Linked DNA regions of Hordeum vulgare: all the other regions are linked to region 1. A link is a contact called in public Hi-C data. All regions are on one chromosome and are shown on one strand. Each heading gives the region's core, a stretch centred on a gene start, on an enhancer-like site or on the middle of the called end of the contact. The rest is flanking DNA. Distances are from core to core; before and after follow the strand shown.

Region 1 (4,249 bases), core at 1,123-3,622:
GCAAGGGGCCTTCCAAAACTAACAATTCAGATTTTTTGAGATGAGCCTAACAAACCTAAAGCGAGGGAGTATAATCTTAAAACAATGAGTAGGTCGGGAATAAGTATTGTAATGAGTTCAGGATACTAAAAGGTTGTGCCAAAAGACAGAATAGTTCAGGATACGAATTTGTTTGCAAGGGATTGTCCTCTAACAAACCTCAAGCCCTTCATCTTGTTCCAAAACAAGGCCCGGACCATTATACATGTTTTTCATGAGCAATGTGCATGATTTGTCAGGGTAGAAGTGAACTCTGCTGCAGCGCACTCCAAAGCGGCAAGCTGCTGTTTTGAGGTAAAATGGGCAATGGGCCTTATCCTACAGAGAAAGTAAACAGAGTCGTCACATTGGTGCAAATATAGGCAAATGTGTTGATTACATATTGGGATTTTGTCTTCCTATATTTTGCAATAGAAGTACATCCTCCTCTGTCCAGCTGAAAAGAGAACCATGGAGTATACCTGTTCAGTTCCGAAATTTGGAGTCTCTTGAGCAACTTTCTCAAGTAGTTCTCGAGCAGACAAGGAAGGTTCTCTCCTCTGAGAATCAACAGCTACAGACTGAGGTGGCAGCGGATTTGATGTAGGTCTCTCTTCCTGCAAGACATTGTACATGCCCTTTTCAGATGGTAACTCAAAAACTGGATCCTTGAGCAACAGGAAAGAAACAACAAAACTTTTATCACAAACATAAGCTTGACCTCTTGACTTAGTGGTTTAGCCTCTGCCTTCTTTGGTATTTTGACCTTTTTCTTCTTCACAATGATCTCATTTCCTTGCCATATGATCTCTGCTGGTCCATCTTCAACATACTCCCACTCCCCATCTTCTTCTGTCTCGTCTCGGTGGTCATCGTTATACTGAAATAGCCCAAGAAACAATAATAACCAGGACCCATTAGAACGTAACATATTCTCAAACATTTCACCAGCTAGTATAACATTTTCGATGAACACATGCATTGAGTTATCAAACAACATGCATATATGATGTATCAAGAGGATAGGAACAAAAATATCCGATCGACAATCAGAATCTGTAAAGTCACGTGCCATGGACCAAGCATGAGTTTCCTTATAAACAATGAACTACCAAGGAGTGGGGAACTGAAATGGGGTAAGATGAACAGCATCACGTGGAAGCATATAAGCATAGTTAAAAAAGGCGTGCCTAAGCGAGTGCTTAAGTGGCGATAGCAAAACGCCTAGCGCATAACTGTGCTTAATCTGCGCATAAGCATGCGCTTTGGACAGAAAAGCGCAAGGCGGTGGCAAAACGCACAATTAACACCTAGCGCTTTTTTGAACTATGCATACAAGTCTAGCTCAGGTCCGGGGCATCCCGACGGGCTCAAACAGATGGCAAGGACAACCCTCTTCTTTTCCATCAATGTGTAGATTTTCCCCCTAAACTTTGCTTCTTCTTCTACTTCTTCCTGATTATCCTCTTTGGCTTCTTATTATCAAAATCATATTCGAATCATCTCCATGAACACTGATATAATTTTCATTATGCTATTGTTAAGTGACAATTCGCATCGAAGGCAGCAAGCACCAACATCCGACAAGTGTTGTTCATGTCAATTAGACCGTCCATTGTTGTGCAAATTATGCTATGGTGTGCAGGTTCATCGACGATATAGAAACGGAGTACGTACATGTCCTAAGCTTTAAGCAAGCAAGCAACTGGTAAAATACTCTAGTTCAGTTGAAGGAGCCAAGGCACTGGGGTAAGTGAGAGTAGCAGGAGACCTTATCGCGCGTGGAAGCTTCGGCGGCACACGCCTCTTCTTCCGCAGCCGCCTCCTCGGCGGCACGCGAGGCGGCCTTCTCGAGCCATCGGCGCTCGGCGTCCTCAAAGGCGCGGCGGGCGCGGTCGGACGCGTCGGCCTCGGCCTCCTCGAGCTCTCGGAGGCGGCGCCCCTCCTCTGGGTCGGCGGCGAGCGCCTCTGCCGCAGCCCGCGCGGCCGCCGCCGCCTCCCTACGCGCGCGCCGGCGGCGCTGCTTCTTCCGCTCCTTCCGCCTCTCGCTCCTCGTAGACGCCGCCGGGAGATCAGCGGCCGCCGTGGACATGGGCGCTCCGACGGAAGCTCCTCGATCCACCCCCTCGGCCTCTTGGTTTTTTTTCTTTCAGAAAAGTGTTTTAGGGCTTTGTCTATCGAAGGCCCCCAAATAAACGTACTTACGTTTCATGGGCCTTGCATTTTGTTTTTCTTAGAATCGCATGGGCCTAGAAGAGAATGGTCCAAGATGGCCCGAGCCCACTTTCAGGCCCATCAGAGGACCGGCCGACCCCAAAACCTCGCCGTCATCGCCGTCGCCCTCTTCACACAACAACGCGTACAACCACCAAAAGAACGAGGCATCTCACCACAGAGAGAGGGGGGGAGAGGGAAAAAAAAAGAGCACAGCTCATCAGCCCAGACGCCGACGCCACCCAAGCTCTAGAACCTCCAAGCGCGGCGGACGCCGGCGGCGGCGGAGACCGGCCGATGGGGTCCAACGAGGCGGACAAGCCGCTGCGGCGGATCGGCGCGTCGTTCGAGCAGCTCGCGGCCATCGCCAAGCAGCAGCAGCAGCCCGCGATGGCGGCGGGGGACTTCTCCCGCGCCTGCTCCAACGTCTCCGTCCTCTTCGGCTGCCTCGGCATCGCCTTCAAGTTCGCCGAGATGGACTACGTCGCCAAGGCAAGCCCCGCCCCTGCTCTGCCCCCCTCCCCTCCCCCGCGACCTGCTCTGCTCTAGCTCGCGTCCCGCGATTCCTCCCCCGGTTGGGGCCCTCGGCTGCTTAGGGCGAGTCGGTTGTTCGGTATGCTGCTTCGTTGTGCTTGTGTGTGGTAAAATTTCTGGTGATTTCCGGGGCATTGATTGGTTTGTGTGAAGCTGAGAAAGGTTTGGGGCGAAATGATCTGAAATTCTCAGCCAGATCGACTTGGCAAGTTCTGTTTGAATTCGTTTTCGATTGCTACCCTGCATAGCTGTGCATACTCCATGTGGTGAGGTGATTGTGTTGATCTACTTCAGTTTGAGGATAGGATGTTTCGGTGAAATGTTCTGTCAATTTCTGAACTGGATCAAGCAGCAATTATTGGGTGCTTCATCGGGTTAGGACTGTCTAATTTTGCTAACTGTGTGCTATGGTTGTTGCGGTGTACGCTTCAGGTGTAGGGAATCCTATTCACTTCTGCACTTGAGTTAGTACTGCTCCTTTAATTGTATACATCTCTGTTTTTAAGGTAATTGTGGTGATCCCCTGGACTTGTTTAGGGCGAGACGGTCTCATAAATTTTCAACCTGATCAAGCCAGGAACTATTGTGTGCACATAAGGATCTGGTTATCTATTTCAGCTAGTATTGTGAGATGCTTGCTCTGATGTATGCTTGAGGTGTTGGAAGTTCCAATCTACTTCTGCGCTTATTTTAGTACTACTGCTTATATAGCAAACAAAATGTTCAGCCATTTCGGATTTCACATGCTATCTTGTTACAAAAACCTCATATACTCATGCGTGTTTGATGACTGTCTTGGGGCCAGGCCATCGATTACCTAGTTAATCGTAGCATCCCCTTTTTCAAGGCTTTTGTTTGGCGATCTTGTCTGACTACTTTGTCTTACGTGGCTGCAGGTTAATGATCTACTGGAGGCATCCAAGACGATTTCGACATTGCCCTCCATGGTTGAGCTTGACATTCAGAAGGGCACTGTTAGGCAGCCGGGGAGCCATACGAGGAATCTACTGAGGGTTAAGCGTGGGATTGATATGGTGAAAGTTCTGTTTGAGCAGATATTGGTCACAGAGTAAGTTCAAGTTGCAAACGGGATAGTGCTGTCACTTATATTATGTTGTGATTAAAAAGAACTTACATTATGTTGTCAGACAGCCCTTTAGTTTGCTACTCTTAGATGCCTGTTGAGTAAATGTTATCTGAATGGGCACGATCTCTTTTGTTTCAGAGGCAACTCCCTGAAGGACGCAGCGACAAAGGCTTATGCTCAGGTGTTTGCTCCTCACCATGGCTGGGCCATAAGGAAAGCAGTTGGTGCTGGAATGTACGCCCTACCTTCCAAGTCGCAGCTCCTGAAAAAACTGAATGAAGATGGTGAGTGTCCTGATCTCCAGAATACTTACTGCTGATCTCCAGAATACTTACTGATTTACCTCTTATGTAGTTTATGCATGTCCTTGATCTGAACTTCCATGCCAAGCAAACA
Region 2 (4,249 bases), core at 942-3,441, 220 kb after region 1:
TGTGCGGTTGCGGACCCGAATATATATTGCACCGAGGGGTTTATTTCCATGTCGCTATAAACTATTTATTGGCCGGGCCGGGCTGACTAATGGGGCCTGATATGGCCCAAAAATCGAGCCAAATCCGTATAGTCGTGGTTTTAGGTCTGCTAGAGATGCTCTAACTCTTGTATTATGAGACGGGGAGGGTAACATAATAATCTACTCCCTCCGTTCCTAAATATAAGTCTTTTAAGCGATTTCACTAAGGGTCTACATACGGAGCAAAATGATTGAATCTATACTCTAAAGTATGTCTATATATATCCGTATGTAGTTCACTAGTGAAATCTTTAAAAAGAAAGACTTATATTTAGAAACGGAGGGAGTACATACCAATCAACCATGCAACATGGCTGTACATGATGCTGCTAGTTTGAGATAATCCTCGAAACAGCAGACGGCACCTTCCCGGCCGTCACAAGAGCGAGAGCAAGCCACCAGCGCTGCGTTTCTCTCCGACCTAAACAAATTCCCTCCACAGACAAGAATGCTCCCATCATCGACTTGCATTGCTGCTACTCTATGATTGCCCCCCTGTGACAACTGACTGGCCGCGTCGTCAAAATGACGAATGACAACTGTTCAGATCGGGCTCTATACATGCACCAACCTTTTAAATTACGAATATATGTTCGTTTCATTCTACGCACATGCTTTGTCTCATGTTGAATTGGTTATATGGGTTGTTATTGTTTCCTCACCTAAACGCCAGCACTGCGTTAACATGCGTGTCTCCACATCCAACATGAAGAGATGATGTACTACGTTCGGCCAAAAATTCATGTCGTTTTGGAATTAATGATATAGTTCTTAAAGCTAGCTACACTTTATCATGAATTTCTATATAATATGTTTTGCCCGATAAAAATTATAGAGGGTGATCTAAACGGTTTTATATTTCTTACATAGGGAGTACTATTATTTTTGCGGGGCTATATGATCAAACCATGGCTACCACAAAATTGTAGAACGATTCTATAAAAAACACAGGGTGATAAGTCCTTAGGTAATCTTATTACAGGAAGAGTTTCACCACCTGAAATGAAGTAAGTAGTGTCCAGCCTCAACATGATCATAAAAATGTAAAATCAACTATTTCTGCCTTTCTCTTATTTCCCTTGTGTCTCCTTAACATCTCAAATAAAATATCAACAAGAATTTGATCCACTTTCTTCGGACTACATCGATCTTAACTCATACTATTTTGTATTTTGCCTCGACAATATTTTGTTTTCCTTTGTGACCTTTTGGTAGCGGTGCCTTGTCTTGGTATCATCTTGGTCCGAACTGATTCACGGCTCATTACTAAGGCTCGATGTTGTGCAGCCTACCCCCGTTGGATCCAATCCTTAGATAAAACATCGGTGTATCACATCCACAAATTTGGATGTTTAGTGATGAAAAGCTTGTCTCATGATATATGAGGTATAGGATAAATTGTAGTTTTACCTGTGCCAATATGATTATAAACGGCCATTTGGTTGGTTATATAAAACAAGACATTGACCAACGAGAAATTTTGTTGTTGTTGAAGACCCGTTATTACATATTACCCGTTCCTAAATATAAGACTTAAGCCTTTTTTTAAAGATTCTACTACGGACTTGTATATAGACATATCTTAAAAAATATATATATTTATTTTACTTTGTATGTAGTCCGTAGTGATATTTCTAAAAAGATTTATATTTAAAAATGGAGGGAGTATATTTCTAGGGTTCATGGGTGGAATAAACACAATTGATTTTAATAAAGAATCACTATTATTGATTTACTACTAGTGTTTTGAAATTAATCATCAAAAACATCATCAGTTTTATATTTCTGGTGAACCTTCCTTTATAGTTAGGCCCGGATTTTCTTGACCCAAAAGTACATCAATTTAAACCAACCATACCATCAAAAAATTAACCGACGATTGATTAGTTGTTGGTTAAAAAGTTAATTAACCGATTAATAAGCGGCGGCGATGTACATCGCGGGGCAGGCGTGATAAGCGTGGCGATGTACGACCGGATGGAAAACGGAACCGAAGCCCCCGCCAACCTGAAGGGCCACCACGGAGTGGACTCCGGACCGTTTCCCTCCCTCCCGTCTACATCTCGCCGGAGGCGGGCCCCGCCGGCGGCCGCCAGCCCCGTCCGTCGCCACCTACCTGGCGACGCGCCGGCGATCCGTTCCCCCGCCCCGGGCTAACCACCATCCCGGTGTTATCCTCATACGCTTTTTCCCCGCGGCGGTCGCTGTCTCGCGCATTAACCGCGCTTCACTCCCTTCCTTCTCCGTCGCCATCACCTCCCGTCCTCCCTCCGCCTATCCCCTCTATCCCACTCCTCCCCGAGTCTCCACCCCAATAATGGCGGCCCCTGTCTCCTGTACGACCCGGTAGTTCGTTGGTGCCGGTTAGTGCGTGCCCACCTGGACGCCGGAGCAGCCGCGAATCAGCGCTAGGCTGCGGTGTTGGCGCGCCAGAAAGTCAGCCGGTTAAACCGCCATCGCGCGGCCGCCATGGAGGCCATCCAGCCGGCGAGGCATCCGGTCACCAAGGTATGCGCCGTCCGAGTCGCTGCTGCTCTGTTTTTTTCTTCTCTTCTGTTCATGCCCTGCCTGCTCGTTCCGCACATAAGGTGGCGAGGGTTCGAGCGCTTTCATTTCTTCCAAGCACCGTATAATCACCATGAAATGTATCCTTTTTCTCTCACACGTAGAGGTCAGGTGTTTCCTCTGTTCTGAATCAATCAAACATTTCTGCTTCATTTCGTCTATATAAACATCAACATGTCAGGGGTTTCTGATTTTCAGTTTCTTTCCACGGGAACTGAATTTGAACTTGGGATTTCGACCAAGTATTTGACGAATTAGCAACTGCCTTCCACTGTTTAGGAGCTCCTTTCTATGTTCATCTGGTGCTTTGGACCAAACAATTTTAAAGTTTCCATACAGTTTTGAGTATTTCAATTTTTCACCCACTAGTCTGGCCACCTTGGGGGCGGCAGTTCTAATCCAGCATCGTCGTGCTACTCCTGGAATATGCGACAATTAGTTATCAGTTTTATGTTGATTATATTCTCACACAACTGTGCCCAACGACTGGCTGTTGTCAGTTCTTCAGAACTCACAGCGCTATTTAATCACATATGTCAATGAACTGCTTAAATCAAATGATACTACTAGTATATTCACTTATCGGTTCAGTTAAGATTGTTCCTGTCATCCTGTGTTGGCTAGTTTAATTTAATTTCAAGATTCAAATTTGTGTCAAACTGTTTACTTCCCATCTGATGTTAAACCAAATCTTTTAAAAAAACGTCTGCAGGTGTTTAGTGAAAGAATGACCTCTCTGCCCAACAGACCAACCGTTCCAGACGGCTGGTCTGTAACATCCGAAGATTCGCTCACGCCGAGGTTGTCCTTCAAGTCCAACTCCAGCACTGAGAGCTACTTTGAAGGGTCTGGAAGATCGCTTTCACGATCAAATCGACACATTTGCGCCCCAAATGCAGAGACCAACTACTTGGAGTACTTAGATATGATGAAACTGGAAGTAGATACGCATCTGGATAAGCTCAAGGGGGATGTAACAGGTCTGGAAAACTACGCCTTACCGGATAATGGCTACATAGTCGGCACGCACCTGGGCATGTCCCTTGATGTGATGCTGATCGAGATAGATGAAAGGTTCAACGCGCTGAAGCTGTTGCTGGCCGTCGTGTTCCGGCAAGCTCGGGACATGCCTGGCCTGACCAACCCGTCGGTTACTGATCTCCAGTGGGAGCATGAGTTGCAGCTGGAAATCATCGGCATTACAGTCGCAGAATGCATTGCTGGCTTGCAGGAGGAGCTAGAGAGGAAGTTGTATGAGCAAATTTCTGTCACAAACATCATGAGTAAGAATTGGCAGGAAGCAGTATCTCAGTTTGCCGCGATGCGTGAGGATCTGGGGGCTCTTTCTAAGCTGTTGTTGCCTTCAGTACCAGAATCACACATTTCTCACAGTAAGCAAGAAAGTTCAGGTAGCAAGAGCAATAAGTGGAAGTATTTATTTGGAAAGAAAACAAAGGAGGATCATGCCTCACCCCGCACCGAGGAAAGCAAGAGTTTCAGGAAACAAAAATCCATGGTTATCTCGGAAAAATCTGACTTCCGCCATTTGAATGCTATGACTAGGGAAGAAACAATAAGCTATTTTAAGTCAGAAATAAGCAAA
Region 3 (4,249 bases), core at 760-3,259, 150 kb after region 1:
TTCACAGTTACTTACCATACAACTAGATCACTTCATCCCACGTGGTACATTGTTTGCCCTTGTGTGTTGACTATCTAGCTAGATACAATCTTTGAGCTTCATCTTGGTCAACCGACATCTTTACTTCAAGCTCTATATTGGTTTCTTAGAAGCCATAATGACCTCTTCATTTTATTTCATTTCTTCAAGACTAGATCACCAAAGACTCTTTCATGACCATATCAAATTTCACCATGAACATCATATTGGTCATCGATTCCTCTTCTAAATGCCCCATCACAAACTCTTGAGAAGCACAATAAATTCTTCACTCTAGTTGCTTACTTCAAGACATGATCAACTAAAACCCAATACATGAGCTCATCATGATCTTCTCTTGATACCATAGCTTGAATTCTTCTCTTTAGTTATACTCTCAAGAACTTAATCCCTATAAGCCCAAATGTGTCAACCTTTGAGTTCCTCCAATCAACTCCACCTTGAACATATTTATTTAGACATTGAAATCAAACTTGATGGATTCATTAGAAACATCCAAAGACCAACTACTATCCTCACTAGGCAAGATACCACGAGAGTTAAACCATAGGCCCCGTCGGCACGAGGTCAGATAAACCGTGCGCACGGGGTATCCAGAGAGTTTAACGCTCGACCTCGTGTGCACATGGGTCAAGAATCCCGTGCTCATGAGGTGTCTAGAGATATTTAACTAGACCCCGTAGGCACGACCCCTCGACCCCGTGTGCATCGGGTAAGCAGAGAGGATACCACGAGGACTTCTTTGAGAGGCTTCTAATGGAACTCTTCACACAGAAATCGAACATGCTTCATGCATCACTATGGAACATTTGTTCATATAATATACAATTCCATTGATGCTCCATAGGAATTGTCATTCAATACCAAAGCTTAAGAGCAAATCTTCATCTTTAAGGCAATCATCCTTAAGGCACCACCTATGTACTATACCTTCAAATATATCTCACTGGAAGCAATAGATCATATAGATTGTCATTACTTACCAAAGTCACACTTAGAGACTATATGCCACTACTACATATCCGTAGGGGGGAGGTGGCACGATGGTGTCCACTTAGCACTAGCGCAGGGCCATTGTTCCCATGCTACTACTACGCCTTACTTGTAGCGCATGATTTGAACCTACACTACTACTAAGTAGCGGTAGCGCTAGTCAGATAGGCAGCGCCACTACTAAGTGGTTACCTATAGGGGTTTTCCTAGTAGTGCAAGTGCTCACAACCCCAACCACTTAAGCCAAATTGTACGCCTCCATTTTATCGCGACCATCAGATCTTGATCCAACGCCCAACCTTGCGCTCGAGCTCTTTCTCTCTCCTATCTATCTATGTCAATGACAACGAGACCCGCATGTCAGCTTTGTCTTTGTCCCTGAACGCTTGCACGACACACGCGCACTCACTCGACGTGCATGACATAGATCTGCACAAAACGAAGGCATACAACGACCTCCACAAAGAAGGTACATTTCTCAGGAAATGTTAGATCAATGAAGATCGGAAAAAACAACAGGAAAAGCGTTCAGTGGGGAGATGGTGGGCGAGAAGGAATGGAAAAAGTGTCCATCGTAAAGTCCATCTGGATGGTGGGCGAGAAGGAATGGAAAAAGTGTCCATCGTAAAGTCCATCTGGATCCATGCCCTGGTTGCCGTGCCGACTTCTAGGATGCGTGTGATAGCATAACAAGGCATTATAAAGGACGACTAGAGAAATGGATCACGAGTCCAGTCGGATTCATGCCTTGGCTCCCATGACGGCTTTCTAGGATGCGTGTGATACCATTGCAAGGCATTAGAAAGGACGGCTAGTAAAATAGATCCACCGGCTAGTCCAACCGAACATGTCGTGACTGCTATGTCAGCTTTTAGGATGTGTGTGATACCATAGCAAGGCATTAAAAAGATGGTTGAAAAAATATTTCATCCATTTAAGGACAAAGTAGCAAAGTTGGGAAACAACTGTCGATCCCATGTGTCGCCCCTCCTCGTAGCATACTGTTGCTAATATAACCTGGCCCTTTAGGGGCAGAGCCGCTTCTCCTCCTCGTGACCACCTTATCGGTTTTTTCTCCCTCACACCACTACACCCTCCTCTCCTCAATGGCGAATCTGTCGCCGTCCCTCGCCACCACCCCCTCCTTTGATGCACCCTCCCCGCCCCCGTTCCTGCCTCCACCCGGGTGGTCGACCGCGGTGCCGGCCGTCGACGGGAGGGACTGGAATATGGTGTCTGCAGAGCAGCTCGCGATCGACATCTGCGACCCAGAACTGCGTGAGAAAGCCCTCTTCGAGCTCTTCAAGGTCTCTTCCCCCCCCCCCCCCCGGCCTCCTCCCTCCCACCGAATTTTTTTGCACTTCTATGCACTTCTCTCTAGCCCTCCCCGTCGAGGAATTTTTTGCATTTATAGCTCTGTGGTGGGTATTTAAGGATCGGATTTACGGTGAGGGAATCAGGGGTCTTGTATGAGTTGTGTGGTGGTTGGTAAAGATGCGATCTTGGTGATGCAATGTTGTGTTTAGGCAAAATTAGATTGGGGACCTTGGTGATCTATCTGATGCGAGCTGTTGTGCGGTTATGTAGGTAAATCTGCTCACCCGGTGATCTAGGTTTTAGGGTATAGATCAATGCATGCCCGTCTTCCCCTCCTACTCCTTGTTTCATGTTTGGTATGGAAATTGTGTTTTCTGATCCCCCCTCCCCGATGGCGATTCAATGACTAGCTGGCGGTATGTTGGGTAATTCAATGCAATTCTGTCTGCTCATATCTGGAGCATGACGAGAATGAAGTCCATGCATGCACACACATAAAAAACGTGCATCGTTTCTCTCCCTTTTTATATCGCTTCACACCTTTGCATGCCTGGTGACAGGTGGAACAATCAATCATCCTTTATCCGTCAACCCTAAATACTCAACCATCTTATACACGTCAACTCCGAATACCTTGCTTGCCATGTACTCCCTCCGTCCCAATTTAATACAAAATTGAGTTATTTTCAAGTCATTAATTTTGGAATGGGGAAGTATGTACTTGGTGAGAAGGACGTTTTGACGGGGCATATTCTTTTGCATATTGGCATTTCTTCTATCTCAAGTACTCTTTCTGTTCACTTCTGTAAGACCTTTTAGACAGGGACGTACGTTAGTTCTTGTTCGTAGTTGGATGCATATGCCCCACACATATGTAGGTTCAAGAGATACAGCTCAACACACCACAATGAACAAGGCACGCATGAACAAGCACGAATCCATCGATGCGGACAATGTTTGTTTCGTGTGAGACAATAAGCTTCACGAAGCGTGAGGTCGACGGAGCCCCGCAAAACAACAGAGATAGCGTTAGGTGGCTGAGCTGGTGCGCCGAGGAAGGAAGGAGTGGGACAAGCGCCCACCGGCGAGTCCGGCCGGATTCAGGCGTGGCCGCCATGGCGGCTTCCGGGGCGCGTGTGACGCCATGGCAGCAAGGCGCCGAGGAGGACGGCCATGGAAAATGTGTCATCCCCGTTTGAAGACAAGCAGCAAAGTTGGGAAACCGCCGCCGATTCCCTGTCCTGCCCCTCCTCGTAGCATACCGCTTCTGGTATAACCTCTGCCCCCTCTCCTCCTCCTCCTCCCGACCGCCTCCTCAGTTTTTGCTCCCTCCCTCACGCCACTGCCCCCTCCGCTCCCCGTCCTCAATGGCGAATCTGCCGCCGTCCCTCGCCGCCGGGCCCTCCTTCGGGGCGCCCTCGCCGCCCCCGCTCCCGCCCTCGTCCGGCTCGTCGGCCGCGCCGCCGCCCGCCGGGGGCAGGGACCGGAAGATGGTGTCCGCGGAGCAGCTCGTGCTCGACCTCTGCGACCCGGAGCTGCGCGAGAACGCCCTCCTCGAGCTCTCCAAGGTCGCCTCCTCCTCCCGCCCCCCACCCTCCCCGCCGCGGAGGACCCAACCCCCTCTAGCTCTCCCCGTTTAGGAAAAATTCGCGCTTGTAGCTGTCTGGTGGATGTTTAAGGGTTGGATTTGTGGTGGCGAATCGGGGGATCTGTGTGTGCCGTGTGGTGGCTGGTAAAGCTGCGACCTTGGTGATGCAATGTTGTGCCTAGGCGGAAGTAGATTGGGGACCCTGATGATCTATCTGATGTCAGCTTCAGGGCAGTTCTCCATGGGTAAATCGGCTCACGTGGTGATCTAGGTTCTAGGGTACAGATCAGTGCGCGCCCGTCTTTCCCTGTT

Evidence for each region. A called contact is a pair of places that touch in the nucleus more often than the background predicts.
Region 2: a contact with region 1 is called in a Hi-C map of seedling, with 2.0 times the contacts expected there. The contact joins the promoter of LOC123452558 here to the promoter of LOC123452564 in region 1. A contact is called at or near these places in 2 of 6 Hi-C or Micro-C datasets (leaf and seedling).
Region 3: a Hi-C map of seedling shows a contact between it and region 1, with 3 times the contacts expected there. The contact joins the promoter of LOC123452562 here to the promoter of LOC123452564 in region 1. A contact is called at or near these places in 2 of 6 Hi-C or Micro-C datasets (leaf and seedling) and 1 of 1 datasets of contacts at active chromatin or transcription factors (embryo).

Annotation. Positions count from the first base shown.
Region 1 is chr5H:541,271,043-541,275,291 of MorexV3_pseudomolecules_assembly, reverse strand. It overlaps LOC123452564 (accelerated cell death 11), which reads left to right and starts at 2,372. Exons shown (of 4, transcript XM_045129235.1): 1 at 2,372-2,724; 2 at 3,663-3,835; 3 at 3,992-4,137. The coding sequence starts at 2,530. LOC123452563 (zinc finger CCCH domain-containing protein 16) reads right to left here and starts at 2,145. Exons shown (of 9, transcript XM_045129232.1): 1 at 1,790-2,145; 2 at 740-898; 3 at 501-635; 4 at 199-357. The coding sequence starts at 2,110.
Region 2 is chr5H:541,046,746-541,050,994 of MorexV3_pseudomolecules_assembly, reverse strand. It overlaps LOC123452558 (WPP domain-associated protein-like), which reads left to right and starts at 2,191. Exons shown (of 6, transcript XM_045129224.1): 1 at 2,191-2,589; 2 at 3,359-4,249. The coding sequence starts at 2,551.
Region 3 is chr5H:541,123,835-541,128,083 of MorexV3_pseudomolecules_assembly, reverse strand. LOC123452562 (CCR4-NOT transcription complex subunit 9-like) reads left to right here and starts at 2,009. Exons shown (of 9, transcript XM_045129229.1): 1 at 2,009-2,339. The coding sequence starts at 2,139.